Regions from separate parts of the Mus musculus genome. Here region 2 is linked to region 1. Evidence: chromatin contacts called from public HiChIP or PLAC-seq data. All regions are on one chromosome and are shown on one strand. Each heading gives the region's core, a stretch centred on a gene start, on an enhancer-like site or on the middle of the called end of the contact. The rest is flanking DNA. Distances are from core to core; before and after follow the strand shown. Region 1 overlaps Fam114a2 (family with sequence similarity 114, member A2). Region 2 overlaps Gm33078 (a long non-coding RNA gene).

The links. HiChIP or PLAC-seq counts read pairs in DNA pulled down with a chosen protein or histone mark.
Region 2: an H3K27ac HiChIP or PLAC-seq map of embryonic stem cells shows a contact between it and region 1, with 3 times the contacts expected there. The contact joins two enhancer-like sites. A contact is called at or near these places in 3 of 115 datasets of contacts at active chromatin or transcription factors (embryonic stem cells and epiblast stem cells) and 1 of 9 other capture datasets (embryonic stem cells).

What each region holds. Positions count from the first base shown.
Region 1 is chr11:57,494,963-57,502,324 of GRCm38.p6, reverse strand. Fam114a2 (family with sequence similarity 114, member A2) reads left to right here. Exons shown (of 14, transcript NM_026342.3): 9 at 2,520-2,599. Among named protein-coding and RNA genes, the nearest start is that of Fam114a2, 20 kb to the left of the region's middle. Within about 2 kb of position 4,449, at least 18 of the 459 cell types and tissues checked have an H3K27ac peak or open chromatin away from gene starts, as enhancers often do. A contact at or near this core is called in embryonic stem cells, where this site is marked.
Region 2 is chr11:57,913,673-57,921,034 of GRCm38.p6, reverse strand. It overlaps Gm33078 (a long non-coding RNA gene), which reads right to left. Exons shown (of 4, transcript XR_388677.3): 3 at 6,978-7,082. Among named protein-coding and RNA genes, the nearest start is that of Gm33078, 5.6 kb to the right of the region's middle. Within about 2 kb of position 2,869, at least 18 of the 459 cell types and tissues checked have an H3K27ac peak or open chromatin away from gene starts, as enhancers often do. A contact at or near this core is called in embryonic stem cells, where this site is marked.

The DNA.
Region 1 (7,362 bases), core at 3,200-5,699:
CCTAAGCAGGCCAAGGTAGAACAGTTCCCATTCATTTGTCAACCTCGTTTAGATTATTTGTGCATGGAACACTTGTCCATATTTCTTCAATTTTGTCAACATCTGGGCTCTGCACAGTAATTAGAAATCTGTATGTATGTATGTATGTATGTATGTATGTATGTATGTATGTATGTATTTTACTGTTCTGAGAGCTTCAGGTTTTCTGAACAGATGGAACAGTCTGTGATATTCCTTCTTACCTTTGCTAGGAACGAAGCCTTTGAAAACATGGTGATGTTGTAGTCCTCCTGCCCTGCCCTGCCCTGCCCTGCCCTGCCCTGCCCTGCCCTGCCCTGCCCTGCCCTGTCCTGCCCTGCCCCCCTGCCCTGCCCCGCCCTGCCCCGCCCCGCCCTGCCCCGCCCCAGCTCTCCTCTGAGACTCTCCTGCCTGCTGTGTCTCTCTGATTTTGGTGGGAAATGCACCAGTGACTTGGTAGTTAATTGTATGTCACTGATGCTGTTAAGACAGAAACTTGGGAGTAGCAGGAGGAGACAGTGCAGAGCTCAGCTTGGGATGTCTTCATTCCTGTGGACCCCTGTGTTTTCTAGACTTCATTTCAGAGCCCTCTACCCACAGCCCCCTCACCCCGGCGCCCCACTCTTAAGCAGCAGTAGCATGCTTCCTTTCCACCCATGCATCTAGACAAGCACTCAGCATTGACCGCACACCCAGCCACTGCTTCTGTTCCGGAGCAGTGTTTGTATAGTCCGTTCTGTGTAGCAGAACCGGACAGTAACTTGCCAGATATTTTTTTCATTACTACATTTGATAGTAATAGCTTTTTGATCACTCAGACATACTATATTTGAATACTTATAAGTTTAATATATACACTACCATAATGTTCTGTTACTAACAACCCAAAATATGCCTCAGGGTAGAGCTGCTAAGTGTAGTAATCATAGACTCCTTTTCTTCCCTCTGTGCTATTGGTTATTTTGTGGACTCCTTGGAGCACCTGTGGCCCAGGTTGATGCAGACTCCCCCTTACACCCAGTCACACTTAGTTGGAAAAACCAAATGACTATGGAGGTTGGATATTGTGTCCTTTCATGGTAGGTTGTGGCTGGGAGTTGTTTACTGGAATTAATGTGAGTGAAGGCTGTATTAGTGAGAACAGCTTTTCCCAAAGCCCATCGCTCTGGGGATCAGTAAATCACTTTTATTCTCCGCCTTAACTATCAAGAGAGAGCAGAAGTACAGTTGAAGGAAAAGAACCAAGATGGCTCCCCTGGAATTCCTCTGGGGATGTTTCTAGGGAAGTAGCAGGCATAGAAGGGAACTAATTTGCTCTCATGTAGCATGGAGTTAGGGTTAAGAAAAAATCTTATAGATATTCATGCTCAGAGATTTTTGTGGTTTAAGACTTATCAGCCGGGCGTGGTGGCGCACGCCTTTAATCCCAGCACTCGGGAGGCAGAGGCAGGCGGATTTCTGAGTTCGAGGCCAGCCTGGTCTACAAAGTGAGTGCCAGGACAGCCAGGGATACACAGAGAAACCCTGTCTCGAAAAACCAAAAAAAAAAAAAAGACTTATCTTCTGTACCACTCAGCTGGGGCCAGTGGGCAGGATGTAGATGAGAAAGAGAGAAGGCATTGTTCATTTAGATGCCTAGTTTGCTGTGGTCATGGTCCCCATTTGCTTGCATGCTTTGTGTCCTACTGAGTGGTTGCTGTAATAAACACCAGGACTGGAAGTAACTAAGGGAGGAAAGGGTTTATTTTGCTTACATTGTCAGGTAACAGCTCAGTGCTGAGGGAACTGGGGTGAGAACTCAAACGGGGAAGAATCGTAGAGGTAGCAGCTGATGCAGAGGCTGTGGAGGAGTGCTACTTACTGGCTTGTTCCTCATGGCTTGCTCGGCCTGATTTCTTAAAGAGCCCAAGACCAGCCCAGGGATTGGTTGGTACTGCCCACAGTTGGCTAGACCCTTCTTCATCAATCACTGATTGTTTACAGTCTGATCTTATGGAAACGTTTTCTCAGTTGAGGTGCCTTTCTCTCAGATGACTCAGCTTGGATTAAGTTGACTTAAAACTAGACAGCACAGCATTTTTTTTTAAAGATTTATTTATTTATTGTGTGTAAGTACACTGTAGCTGTCTTCAGACACCCCAGAAGAAGGCATCAGATCTCATTAGGAAGGGTTGTGAGCCACCATATGGTTGCTGGGATTTGGACACAGGACCTTCGGAAGAGCAGTCAGTGCTCTTGGGCACTGAGCCATCTCTCTAGCCCCCAGCACACCATTTTGTTTGTTTGTTTGTTTGGTTGGTTTTTTTGAGACAGGGTTTCTCTGTATAGCCCTGGCTGTCCTGGAACTCACTCTGTAGACCAGGCTGGCCTCAAACTCAGAAATCCACCTGCCTCTGCCTCCTGAGTACTGGGACTAAAGGCATGCGCCACCACACCCGGCTCAGCACAGCATTCTTGATGACAGCCTTTCTTGAATGTTTCATGTGGCTCTTGGTTCTTAGGGGATGACAATTTTACCAAGGAGATAACAGATCTGTTTGCTCAGCTTCACGTCTCCTCCCGACCAGAGAAGCTTGCCAGGGTAAGTTACTCCCTTATGGGGATTTCCATTATTTCATTTATAATATTTTAATGGGTAGTCAGTCAGGTGTGGTGACACATGCCTGTGATCCCACCACTTCGGAGGCTGAAGGCAGAGGGATTGCAAGTTCAAAGTCAACTTGAGCTATATAGCAAGAGCTTGTCTTAACCTCCTGGCAATACATACATATAATGAGCATACGATTATAATTTTCTGGCCGATGGGATTGCCAGCATGGAGGAAGTATTCTTCTTGATAGTTCTAGAAAAGGATCCCACAAAATTTCCCTGTCTGCTGTTCTCTAGGTCAGTGTGTAGAGCCCATGTCTCTCTTCCCAGCACGGGTCCCATCCTGACCTGTTTTTTGGAATACTTTGTTTAAATGCTTCCTTGAGCCTGTAGAGTTGGTCATTTAATAGTTGGCAGTACTGACTAACCTTTATGGGATCAGAGATGATGAGGATGGGCCCTGCCTGCGCAGTGCTGCAGCTCGGCATTGCTGTGACTCCAGACAGTGACTCCACTGGTGACCATCTAAAATTCGGGAATGAGAGTCCCATGGCTGAGCTGTGGTGGTGATGTTGAGATATCATGTGTTTGGAATGAGTCTTGTCAGAGCTCAGAGGAGGGACTTCACATATATTCCACTGCTCATGAGGTACTGCTTCCTGCCTCTGTATCCACCTTTCCTATCTCTGAACAATTCCAGCAGCTGTTAGCAACAGGCAGGCATTGTTGTCTGGCCATGAGAGCTGCTGGGTGTGTGGAGTCAGCACAGCCATCTTACTTACCTCCAAGCAGGTAAGGCGTGAGAGACACTGGCCTGGGCAGACGGTGCCTTCCTCAGCGAAGCCTTGTAGGCTGTGCTCAGCAGCTGCCTCAAGAACTCAGCTCCTCACAACTTTACATCCCTGGGACTGAAACTCCTGACACCACAGCTCAAGGGAGGAAAGTCTTACTTTAGCTCACATTTTCAGAGGCTCTTAGTCTACCATAGTGGGGAGGGCATGGCAATTCAGCCCTGACTGGATGGTGCCAGGAGTGCGAGGTGGTGGTTGTTCCCGTAGCAGTAGAGGATGGTCTGGGCCATACCCTTCAGAGTCTCCTCACCCCAGGGACCTTGTAGGCTCCACCTCTGAAGGGCTTCACAGACTGCCATTATAGTGCCACCAGCTGGAAACTGTGTCCCAAATATGAGCCCTTAGGGGTCATTTCACATTCAAAACATGACATTGCTTATAGCATTTTGGAAACAGCATCAAACTGAGAAAAAAGTTGTAAAAACAGTACTAACAGCACCTGATGCGCTCGCTAGTGCTGGCACGCTACTTCTAGTGTCTAACCACAGGCACCCGCACTGAAGTCACATGAACCTCACCGTTTGAGAGTAAATAGGAAGATGAGGCTATCCCTTTGCATAACCACAGTACAGTTGTCACTTCAGCATATTTAACACTGACACCAGACTTTGACTTCATCTGTTCTCCACATGTATCCACTGACTGTCTTAGTCAGTGTTCGGTTGCTGTGAAGAGACACGATGACCACACCTATAAAACAAAGCATTTAATTGGGGTAGGGGATTTACAGTATCAGAGGCTTCGTCCATTATTGTCAAGGCAGGGAGCATGGTGGCACGCAAGATGCTGGAGCAGTCACTGAGAGCTACATCCTGATCTCTTCTAGCCAGCAAAGAAACAGGGCCTAGCACTTTAGCACAGGCTTTTGAAACCTCAAAACCCACCTCCATTGACACACATTGACAAAAGGCCACACCTCCTAACCTTCTAGTTCCCTGACTAAGCATTGAAATGTGGGAGCCCGTGGGAGCCATTGTTATTCAGACCATCCCGCCCACTCCCCTGGAGCCCCTGGGTTTGAACTAGCTTTACTTGTCTAGTTTAGACTCCTTTCATCTATAGTGGTTCCTCAGCCCTTAGCTTTCATGATGTGTATCTTTTTGAAAAACACAACTCTCCCTTCCCCCACACTAAAAGTAAAACATTCCCAGGCTGCTACCTGTACTGGGGTTTGTCTAAGGCTTTCTCTCTTTTATTAGTTTGTACATTCCAGGGCCAGAATCCTGTGTAAGTGATAGCTCGTCACATCTGCAGGGGTGAGATGTTTGTCTGTTTATTATTGGTGATGTGTCGCACAATTCTCTGTAGAGTTATGATTTATTTCCCTTTGCTGCTGGTAAGCTGCCGTGAAGAGACTGGTAAAGATCCTACGACAGTCTTCCTACTCCCACTCCTCATAGTTTTCTTTTTTTTTCTTTCCGTATGTCTGGAACTGGGGATTCTTCCTTAAATTTAGCATCTGTTCTGAGTCTTTTGAGACATGTCACCCAGGTTGGCTTTGAACTCCCGTTGTAGCTGAGGGAGACCTTGAACTCCTGATCCCCTTGCCTCCACCTCCCCAGTGCTGGGAAAGGGGCATATGCTACCATCCTGGTTTATGCAGTCTAAGGACGGAGCCCAGGGCTCTGTGTATACCAGGCACTCCTACCAACTGAGCTCTGTTTCCAGCCCTTCTGGTCTTGATTACATACACTGGTGTCTTCTAACTTGTTTATATTCTGTACTCTGGTCTTGATAGATCTAATACACTCAGATTATCCCTGTTTCTGCACTTTGGTATAATCCACTGTTTGTTTTTGTGTGTGCTACATGTACATGTGCATATAGAGGTCATAGGTTGAAGTCAGTTGTCTTCTAGTCATTTTTCCATTTTATTTTTTGAGATAAGGTCTTTTGCTGGACCCGAGGCTTACTGATCTGGCTAGCTGGATACCAGGGAAATCCTCTAGTCTCTGGCTCACTAATGCTGGGATTATAGGCGTGAATCACTGTGGCTGGCTGTTTGCCAATTTAATCATCTCTCTATCCCCTTCTGTTTACTTTTTTTTTTTGAAACAGAGAGTTAATATTTAAGTAATGTGAAGGTTTTCTTTTTCAGTATTAGATTGGATTGTTCTTGCAGGCTCTTTGGGAGAACAACTATTCTGAAGAGGAAAGAACTCTGAGACAAACGAATACCAGGTTTTCTTCTGCTCATTCATGTTGTAGCCTTGGTAACAGCATTACTCAGAGCACTTAAAGGCTCAAGTCCAGTGCCATATAACTATAGTCTAGTTGGAATGATTTGTGATCATTTGTGATCTCTGTTGCCTGGCTCAGCCTTTTTTTAGAGTTTAATTAATTTATCTTTTTTGTTTTTTGAGAAGGGTTTCTTTGTGTAGCCCTGGCTGTCTTTGAACTCACTCTGTAGACTGAACTGGCCTGGAACTCACAGCCTCCCAAGTGCTGGAATTTAAGGTGTGTGCCACCACTGTCCAGCTCAATGCATTCCTTTTGTTTGTATAAAATTAATTAAGTGGATCCCTTCATTCAAGGGCAGTTATTTTCTGTTACCACGATAAACACCATGACCAAAAGCAACTCAGGAAAGAAAGCCTTTATTTCTTCTTACAATCCTCAAGTTACAGATCATCACTAAGGGAAGACATGGTAGGAACCTGGAGGCAAGAATTCCTTTAGGACATCCTGGAGGAGCATCATTAATTGGCTTACTCCTCCTGCTCCCGCCCAGCCTGCTTTATTACATACACAACCTGGAACACTGGCCTAGGGGTGGTACCAACCGAAGTGAACTGGGCTCTCCCATGTCAATCACTAATCAAGACAATTCCTTCAACTACCTATAGTCATGTGGAAGCATTTTCTCAATTAAGATTCCTTCTTCCCAGATATGTAGGTTTGTGTCTAGTTGACAAAAACCAGTTAGCACAGGTAATGGAGTTCTTCCTCTACAAATAATAAAAACCCAGGTGGAGTGGAATAAAAAGAGAGGATGCGATAGTCAGAAGGAACAGCGTTGCTTCTGGAGTGGCTCTGCGAGGAGCTTTTCTCCCATGGCTTTGATCTTAGCAGGCTTTTGTACATGGCTTTAAGGAAGTGCTAACGGCTTTGGGTTGATGGCTGTCCTTTCTTAGCAATTTTACTGAGATTCTGGGAGTCCAGACTGTAAAAACCCAGAAGAATCTAAAACCCAAGCCAGTGTGCTACAAAAAAAAAGGAGATAAAGCAGTTGTGAAACACACTCGCCGGGGACTAGGTATGCAAGCCAGATGGGCGTTCTGCTGCTGTCCTTTAGTACGTGTCCTACTCAGGAGACTGACATAGTTGACTTCAGTATCTTCTGTAAGCACTGGATTTTAGTGGTATTCTGGGATTGTGGAAATTCAGAGGGAGGTTGTTCAGGAAACTTGTCTTCAGAAGTTATGTGGAGATGATGCTTAGGGTGAAGGGCTGGGAGGAAAAGGTGCAGTTACAGCTCATCTTATTGGAGCACACAGTGAAGAATGAGATTGAAAGGCTGGGTAGATAATGTGAAGGAACATGATCTAGTTGATAGGGCACCCATGACCAAAAGGGATTTGTTAATTACTGTTCTTTGCAAAACACCATGACCAACTAAAAGGAAGCATTTAAATTGTGACTTGCTTACTTACAGTCTTAGAGTTAGTCCATGCCCATCATGATGGGGACTATGGTGGCAGGCAGACAGGAAGGCAGCATGGGACTGCACGTGCGTGCTTGCACAAACACACACACACACACACACACACACACACACACACACACACACACACACCAGCCACACTGGTGTGAGCTTTTGAAAGCCCACCCTCAGTGGCACTTCTTTTCCAGCAAGGCCATATTTCCTAGTCCTTCCCAAACAGTTCCACCAACTACTGACTAA
Region 2 (7,362 bases), core at 1,620-4,119, 420 kb before region 1:
TAAAACCAGGTAAGAGGAAGATAGGACCAGCATCAAGAAGACACTGTTCTTAACATAGCATATATAACTGTATGAAGCACCCCTGTGCAATACAGTACACAAATACATGCATCGAAGCTTAAAATAACTTTAATAGGATTTGTGTGTGTGTGTGTGTGTGTGTGTGTGTGTGTGTGTGTGTAGCTCTGGGTGTTCTTAAACTCTCTAGACCAGGCTTGCCTGATACTCACAGAAATACAGCTGTCTCTGTCTCCAGAAGTGCTAGGATGTAAGGGGTTTGTCACCATGCCTGGTCTAGGACTTATTTTAAAAGTTTGTTTGCAAGTGGGTACATACCCGTGAATACAGGAGCCCGAGGAAGCCAGAATCATCAGAATTACAGATGATGCTGAACCTCATGATAGGCACCCTTGGCACTAAACTGGGGTCCTGTCTAAAAGCATCAACATCTCTCAACCTTTGAGCCATCTCACTAGCCCTGATACGTATTTTGGTTTTAATTATGTGTGTGGGTGTGAGGATATGTGCACATTAATGCAGTGCCTGGAGAGGCCAGAAGAGGGGGCTGGAGTTACAAGCAGTTGTGAACTCCCTGACATAGGTGCTGAGAAACATGGGTTTGGGTCCTTGACAAGCACAATAGGTGTTCTTAACTGCTGAGCCATCACTCCACTTCTTCTTTAAAACAAACAAACAGGGCTGGAGAGATGGCCAAGCGGTAAAGAGCTGTGGTAAAGACTGTTCTTCCAGAGGTTCTGAGTTCAATTCCCAGCAACCACATGGTGGCTGATAACCATCTGTAATGTGCATCTGATGCCACCTTCTGGTGTGTCTGAAGGCAGTGACAATATACCCACACACATGAAATAAATAAGTAAATTTTTTTTTTTTTAAATTTTTTTCGAGACAGGGTTTCTCTGTATAGCCCTGGCTGTCCTGGAACTCACTTTGTAGACCAGGCTGGCCTCAAACTCAGAAATCTGCCTGCCTCTGCCTCCCGAGTGCTGGGACTAAAGGCGTGTGCCACCACACCTGGCTAATAAGTAAATCTTTAACAAACAAACAAACAACTTTGCATGTGTTTGGGGGCATATGAAACCCCTCCCTCCAGCTACAAGACTGAAAAATTGGGAACAACTTGGGATAAGTTTTTACCAGATGAAAATGCAGACATCACCACTTCCTGGGAGTTTGTGCCATAACAAGGGATAATTTTCTTCTTGGTCCCAAGCAGGCTTGGAGTTGGTGACATTGGGTAGGAAGCTGTTTTTACAGAACTCAACAGCTGCCCCAGTCTACAGTCTTGAGCGATGGATAAAGGTCACCATGGGACCACGTGTGAGGAAGACAGGCTGTGGTCCAAGCCCAGGGTGGGTCTTCTCACTCCTCACTGTGTTGGACGGCTTCAGGATGGTGGATGACCATCTTCAGGGAGATGCTGGGCCAGTTGGGAAGACAAACTCCTCAGGTGTTTGCCTCTAGTCAAGGACTCCACAGCTTTGTGGCTTAGAATCTAATGCTAAGATTCTCAGCACAACCACGTGCTACACTCAGCCATTTGTGACTAGTAAGAGCCCTCATTTCTCTCTATTTCTTCCACCTCTCGTTTCTAGGGTTCCTGTAGAACCCTGACAGGGTGGGAGCTTATGATGGAACAAAACCTCTCACCTTATTGCCAAGAAACCTAGAGACTGTGGAGAGGGCTGGGGTCGTATAGCTCCTTTCAAGGATGCATAACCCAGACAAAGATCTCACTCTAGGGTCCACATAAAGGTCTCACCACCTCCCAATAGTGCCTCCTTGGGACCATGCCTTTAACAACACAAGGCTTTGGGGACCACTTTTCTAAACCGCAGCAGGCCATTGCTGGTCTTCCTTTTCCCGCCATGATGTATTTAATCAAACATTTGCTAAGTATGGCCTGTGTTCTGGGCCCAGCAACAGGCACTCAACTGTGGCTCTCATAGTCGCGCTGTAAGGAGGTTCTGGGAGAGCCTCGCTCCAGGGAGCTTGAGCTCTTTTCTGTTTTCCTGTCAGCGTGGAGGGGCCTCTTTCTCTCTGGGATTGCGGTGGGATTCGATTTGCACGTGTAATTCTGATGTGAAGCCAGTGTAATCAGATCCTGCTGAGAGGGTCCTGCCTTCGGGCTGAGTGGATGTGTGAGCGCACAGGCGCGTGCTCGCTGGCCATGCAAGAGTATCATGTAATTCAATGACACAGTCTCTGTTTCCAGAAATGGATTCCAGGCCACGGCATCCACATCCAGAAGTGATCCTGGTACTTGTCCTAAGATTAAGTGAAAGTGACAAGTGGCGGGGAGAACTGAGTAAAGATGGCGGGTGGGGTTCGCCTTTCCCTTTCCAGACACTGGCAGCTTCTTGAAGCACTTCCGGTCCCAGTGCTGGTTGGATGCTTCTCTCCCACCTCCTCAGGGCTGAGACCGTGTGCAGCAACCCACAGCTGCAGGCAGAAGTCCTGGGTATCACAGCCGCTTGCTCTTAAGTTTTAGGTGTGGGCTGGAGAAATGGCTCAGCGGGTAAGAACACTGACTGCTCTTCCAGAGGTCCTGAGTTCAATTCCCAGCAACCACATGGTGGCTCACAACCATCTGGAATGGAATCCCATGTCCTCTTCTGGTGTGTCTGAAGACAGCCACAGTGTGCTCATATGCATAAAATAAATAAATATTAAAAAATAAAAAAGCTTTAGGTGTGAACGGAGCTTCAGCAATCTTTTGCCTGCTGCTTTCTTTTTTTAAAGGACATTTTAATTTTATCTTTGTGCGCATGTGTGTCTGTGGGTACGCTCACAGGTGTTTGGATATCCCTGAGATGCCAGAAGAGGGCACTAGAACCCTGGAACTGGAGCTTCAAGTGGCTGTGAGTCACCCAACAAGCGTGGTGGTCCTCTGCAGGAGCAGTAAGGACTCTTAACTACTGAGTCATCTCTCCAACCCCTTTTACCTTTTTTGACCACATATTTAAAATTAAAGATAAAGCAAAACCAACAAACAGACGAGCTGTGATGACTCACACCTGTAGTCCAGCAGCTGGAAGGTGAAGCAGCTGACTTAGCATGTTCAGGGCTAGCCTGGGCTAGAGCTTAAGACCCTGTCTCAAAAAACTAAAAATTAAGGCCAGAGAGATGGCTCAGTGGGTAAAAGTGCTGTGGTACAGGCCTGATAACCTGAGTTTGAATCTCAGAATTCTGTGTGGAAAGGGAGAACGGCCTCCTAGGAGTCCTCTGACACATGCCCTAGAGTGTACATGCCCACTTTCACACACGTACACCATATGACATAAACAAATAAGTAAGAAAAATGTAAAAAGCAAAACTACCCAAAACCAACAACTTGCCCCATCAAAAAGTAAAGCAAAACAAAACACCAAACCAGAAGGGCATGGTGGTGTACACAGGCAATCTCAGGCCTTGAGCAATGGAGGCGGGGGACTCAGGAGTTCCAGGACAGCCTGGACTACATAAGATCCTGTCTCAAAGAACCAAATGTGGGGCCTTGGTGATGGCTTAGCAAGAGTGCTTTCTGCTCTCTCTCTCAGGACCTGAGTTCGGTTGGTTCCCAGCTCCCATGTCAAAAGGATCCAGGGATCTGACATCCTTTTTTGGACTTCTTGGGCACCTGCACTCACACGTACATATTAATACATACATCAATAATTACAGATTTCAAAAAGGCTGGATGGTGGTAGCATATGCCTTTAATCCCAGCACTTGGGAGAGAGAGGCAAGTGGATCTCCATAAGTTCAAAGCCAGCCTAGTCTGTAGAGTGAGTTCCAGGCCAGCCAAGGCTACACAGAGAAACCCTGTCTTCAGAAACCAATAAATAAGTAAATAAATGAAATAAAACATGAAAGAGCCAGGCATGGTAGCACATGCCCTTAATTCTAGCATTTAAGAGGCAGAGGTGGGTGGGTCTCTTAAGGTTGAGACCAGCCTGGTCTACATAGTGAGTTCTAGGCTAGCCAGAGTTACACAAGAAAGTCTTAAAAAAAAACAACAACAACCCACTAAACCCCTCAAAACCTTAAAAACCAAACACAAACCAAGACCAAGGCTGGCAGCTGGCACTGTGTCTCAGGCATAGGGCCGCTCTGACTGTACACTGTCCTGGGTTCCATGACTAACGCTAGAGACAAAGTGCTGTCTGTTTTTGTTTTCTTTTTGTTTGTTTGTTTTTGTTTTTTCCCCCCAAGACATGGTTTTACTGTGTAGTTTTGGCTGTCCTGGACCTCACTCTGTATAGCAGGCGTGTCTGGAACTCACAGTAGAGATCTGCCTGCCTCTGCCTTCTGAGTGCTGAGGTTAAAGGCGTATATCACCCCCTTGAGGTGGAAAGTGTTTTATTTTAGGCTTAATCTTATGCTCTGTGCTATTTTTCTGAGATTTGGCTCCACCCAAAGCAGAACAAAACAAATATCTACTTATAGCAAAGGGGGTCTCTAATGAGTTTCCCCTGTGTCTTTCTATTCAATCTAAACCACTTCTCTCCACGTGGAATGTCACAGCATCCTTGCCGTGGTCGGGACCAGCTGTTAATTCCTGCTGCACATGATGGTGAGCCACAGAAGAATCCTGTGGGCTCAGGAGGCACGTCCCCAGAGCTCATGAAAGGACCACTGTTGGAGAAGTCTTTTTGTGGAGGGCAGAGATGTCCCTTCAGTAAGAAAATAAGGGGTGTGCCCGATGGGACTCTCGAGGCCTGAGGCCTCTGCAGCTTTGACATGGTCTGGCAGACATCCAAGACTCAGGAGCGAAGGAATCCAGGGCTGCATTCTTCTGACCCAACATCCACTGGATGTTTATTTGCCCCTGGGAGAGGTTATCTCATTTGACAGGCAGGCTCAGAGTCAGGCCTCCATGGGTGAACCCTGGCTGGGGTGGGCTGAGAAAAGCTGTCAGCGTGTGTGTGTCCACACGTGCATCTGTGCACACAGATGGTGTATGAGGTTTGTCGGGGGAGGATTCTTGACATCCAGAGGTTGTAGTTTCTTTGCTTGTGGGCATCTCTCTAGCCACACCCTGCCAATGAGTGATGGGGAGGGGCATTGCTCCAAGTTAAGATGCTGAGCACTGAAGAAGCCAGCCTTTGCCTTAGCCTGCTTGCACAGCCTGGCAACTCGTTTCCGTGTTCTGGGCCTCAGTTTCCCCATTTGGGATAAGCTTATTGGACAATGGGCTCCTCCTAGCACACCTTGCCGTTCTAGGGACACTCAGTCCTCTGTCATTTTTAAGAAAGCACACAGTTCATCTACCAAGTCCAATTTTACATATTTTCTTTCTTTTTTTTTTACCCTCTAACACTTGGGAGGACATACAGAGGTAGATAGATCTCTGTGAGTTTGAAGCCAACCTGATTCTCTACAAAGTGAGTCCCAGGACAATCAAGGCTGTTATATAGAGAAAGCCTGTCTCAAAAACAAACAAACCATCAAACAAACAAAAAACAAAACAAAAACAAAACCCAAAACACAAGTAAACAACAGAAAATAACTTTAATTTTGTATTTTATATTTTATTTCATTTCAGACAAGGTGTCACTATGAAACCCTTGCTGTCCTGGAACTAAGAGAACTGTGTGCTTCTGTCTCTCCAGTGCCAGGATTAAAGGTGTGTGCTACTACTCCTGGCTTATTTTTAACTATGCGTGTATGTCTGTGTTGTGTGTGGGTGTGCACACGGGAGTGCAGGCAGTGCGGAGAGGGTGCTGGATCCCCTGGATCTGGAGTTACAGGCAGTTTTGAGGTTTCTGGGGATGGAAGTCAGGATGTGTGGAAGTGAGCTCTAGTCCACAGGGTTATCTACCTACCCCATCTTTCCTTTTTCTCTTCTTTCTTCCTTTTTCAATAGGTCTTTTATATTCCAGCCTGACTTTGACTTTTCTAGGTCGCTGAGGGTAACCTTGAACTTCTGATTCTCTGCTGGGATTCTAGTCACACACCACCACACCCAGGATATGAGTTGTGGGTAGAACTCAGGAAGTCAGGCAAGCTAGGCAATAGGCTGACTTGTTTGTTTGGTTTTTGTTTGTTTGTTTGTTTTTCAAGATAGGGTTTCTCTGTGTAGCCCTGGCTGTTCTGGAACTCACTTTGTAGACCAGGCTGGCCTTGAACTCAGAAATCTGCCTGCCTCTGCCTCCCAAGGTGCTGGGATTAAAGGCGTGCACCACCACTGCCCGGCAATAGGCTGATTTATATTTTCAGGCTGTTCAGAGGTTAGTGTGTGTGTGTGTGTGTGTGTGTGTTGTACAAATGTGTACATGTTCTTGTGTGCAAAGAGGTTAACAGTGTCTTCCTCTAGTAACTTCCATTTTATTATTATTATTATTTTACATATTTTGGGACAGGTTTCTCTGTGTAGCCCTGGCTGTCCTGGAACTTACTCTGTAGTCTAAGTTGGCCTTGAAGTCACAGAGCTCTGTCTTCTGAGTGCCGGGATTAAAGTCATGCATTACCATGCCTATGCCTGGTTCTCCCACTTCTGATTCTCCCTCTTTTTTTTTTTTTTTTTGCCAGGGTTTTTCACTGAGTCTGGGACCCAGTGATTCAGCTTAAATGTGGCCAGCAAGCAAGCATCCTGGGTCCTCCAGTCCTGCCTCTCAGTTAGGGAATAAAAGGTATTTATAGCTGTGCTTGGCTTCCTGCATGGGCTCTGAGTATCTGAGCTCAGGGCTTCATGCTTGCTCAACAAATACCTTACCCACTGAGTCATCTCCCCAACCCCTTATACATGTTTCAACAAAACAAAACAAAACAAAACAAAACAAAACAAAACAAAACAAAACAAAACAACCCCTTCCCCTCCCTATATAGAAGCCAGAAGAGAATGCTTTCTGAGTCTGAGGACTCAAAATATGTTATGTGCAAGTTTGAAAACATCATAATGAAGCTCTTTATAATGTATAATTAATATACACTAAAAAAAAAATCCTTAAAACAGTAGGGCTCAGTGGTTACCAAACCTGTTTCAGAAAGAGGCTGTCCTGTAGGAAGGGGCGAGGTCAGTAGTTGTCAATCCAGCTTGGAGCACGCACAGACCTGAACTGTAAGGAGCTGAGGCTTCCTGCCTGGGGACAGCGGAGGGGAAAGGACATTAGGAACAGAAGTGGCCAGAGTCCAGCATCCCCTCTAAAACAGCACCTATCTATGTACCCCACTGTATCAGCCCCACTTGTAGAACCTCAAATGGTGTGTGCACTGGAGGAGCACCCTTGGAGAGCCACTGCAACCAGGCCTGTGACAGACACACTTTCTCATCTCTAGAGGAGAAAAGAGAGACCTGAACACCTAGCAAGAAGCAGAGCTGGGTTCCTGGACAGGATTGTCTGAGCTGAGCTATCCAGTTAG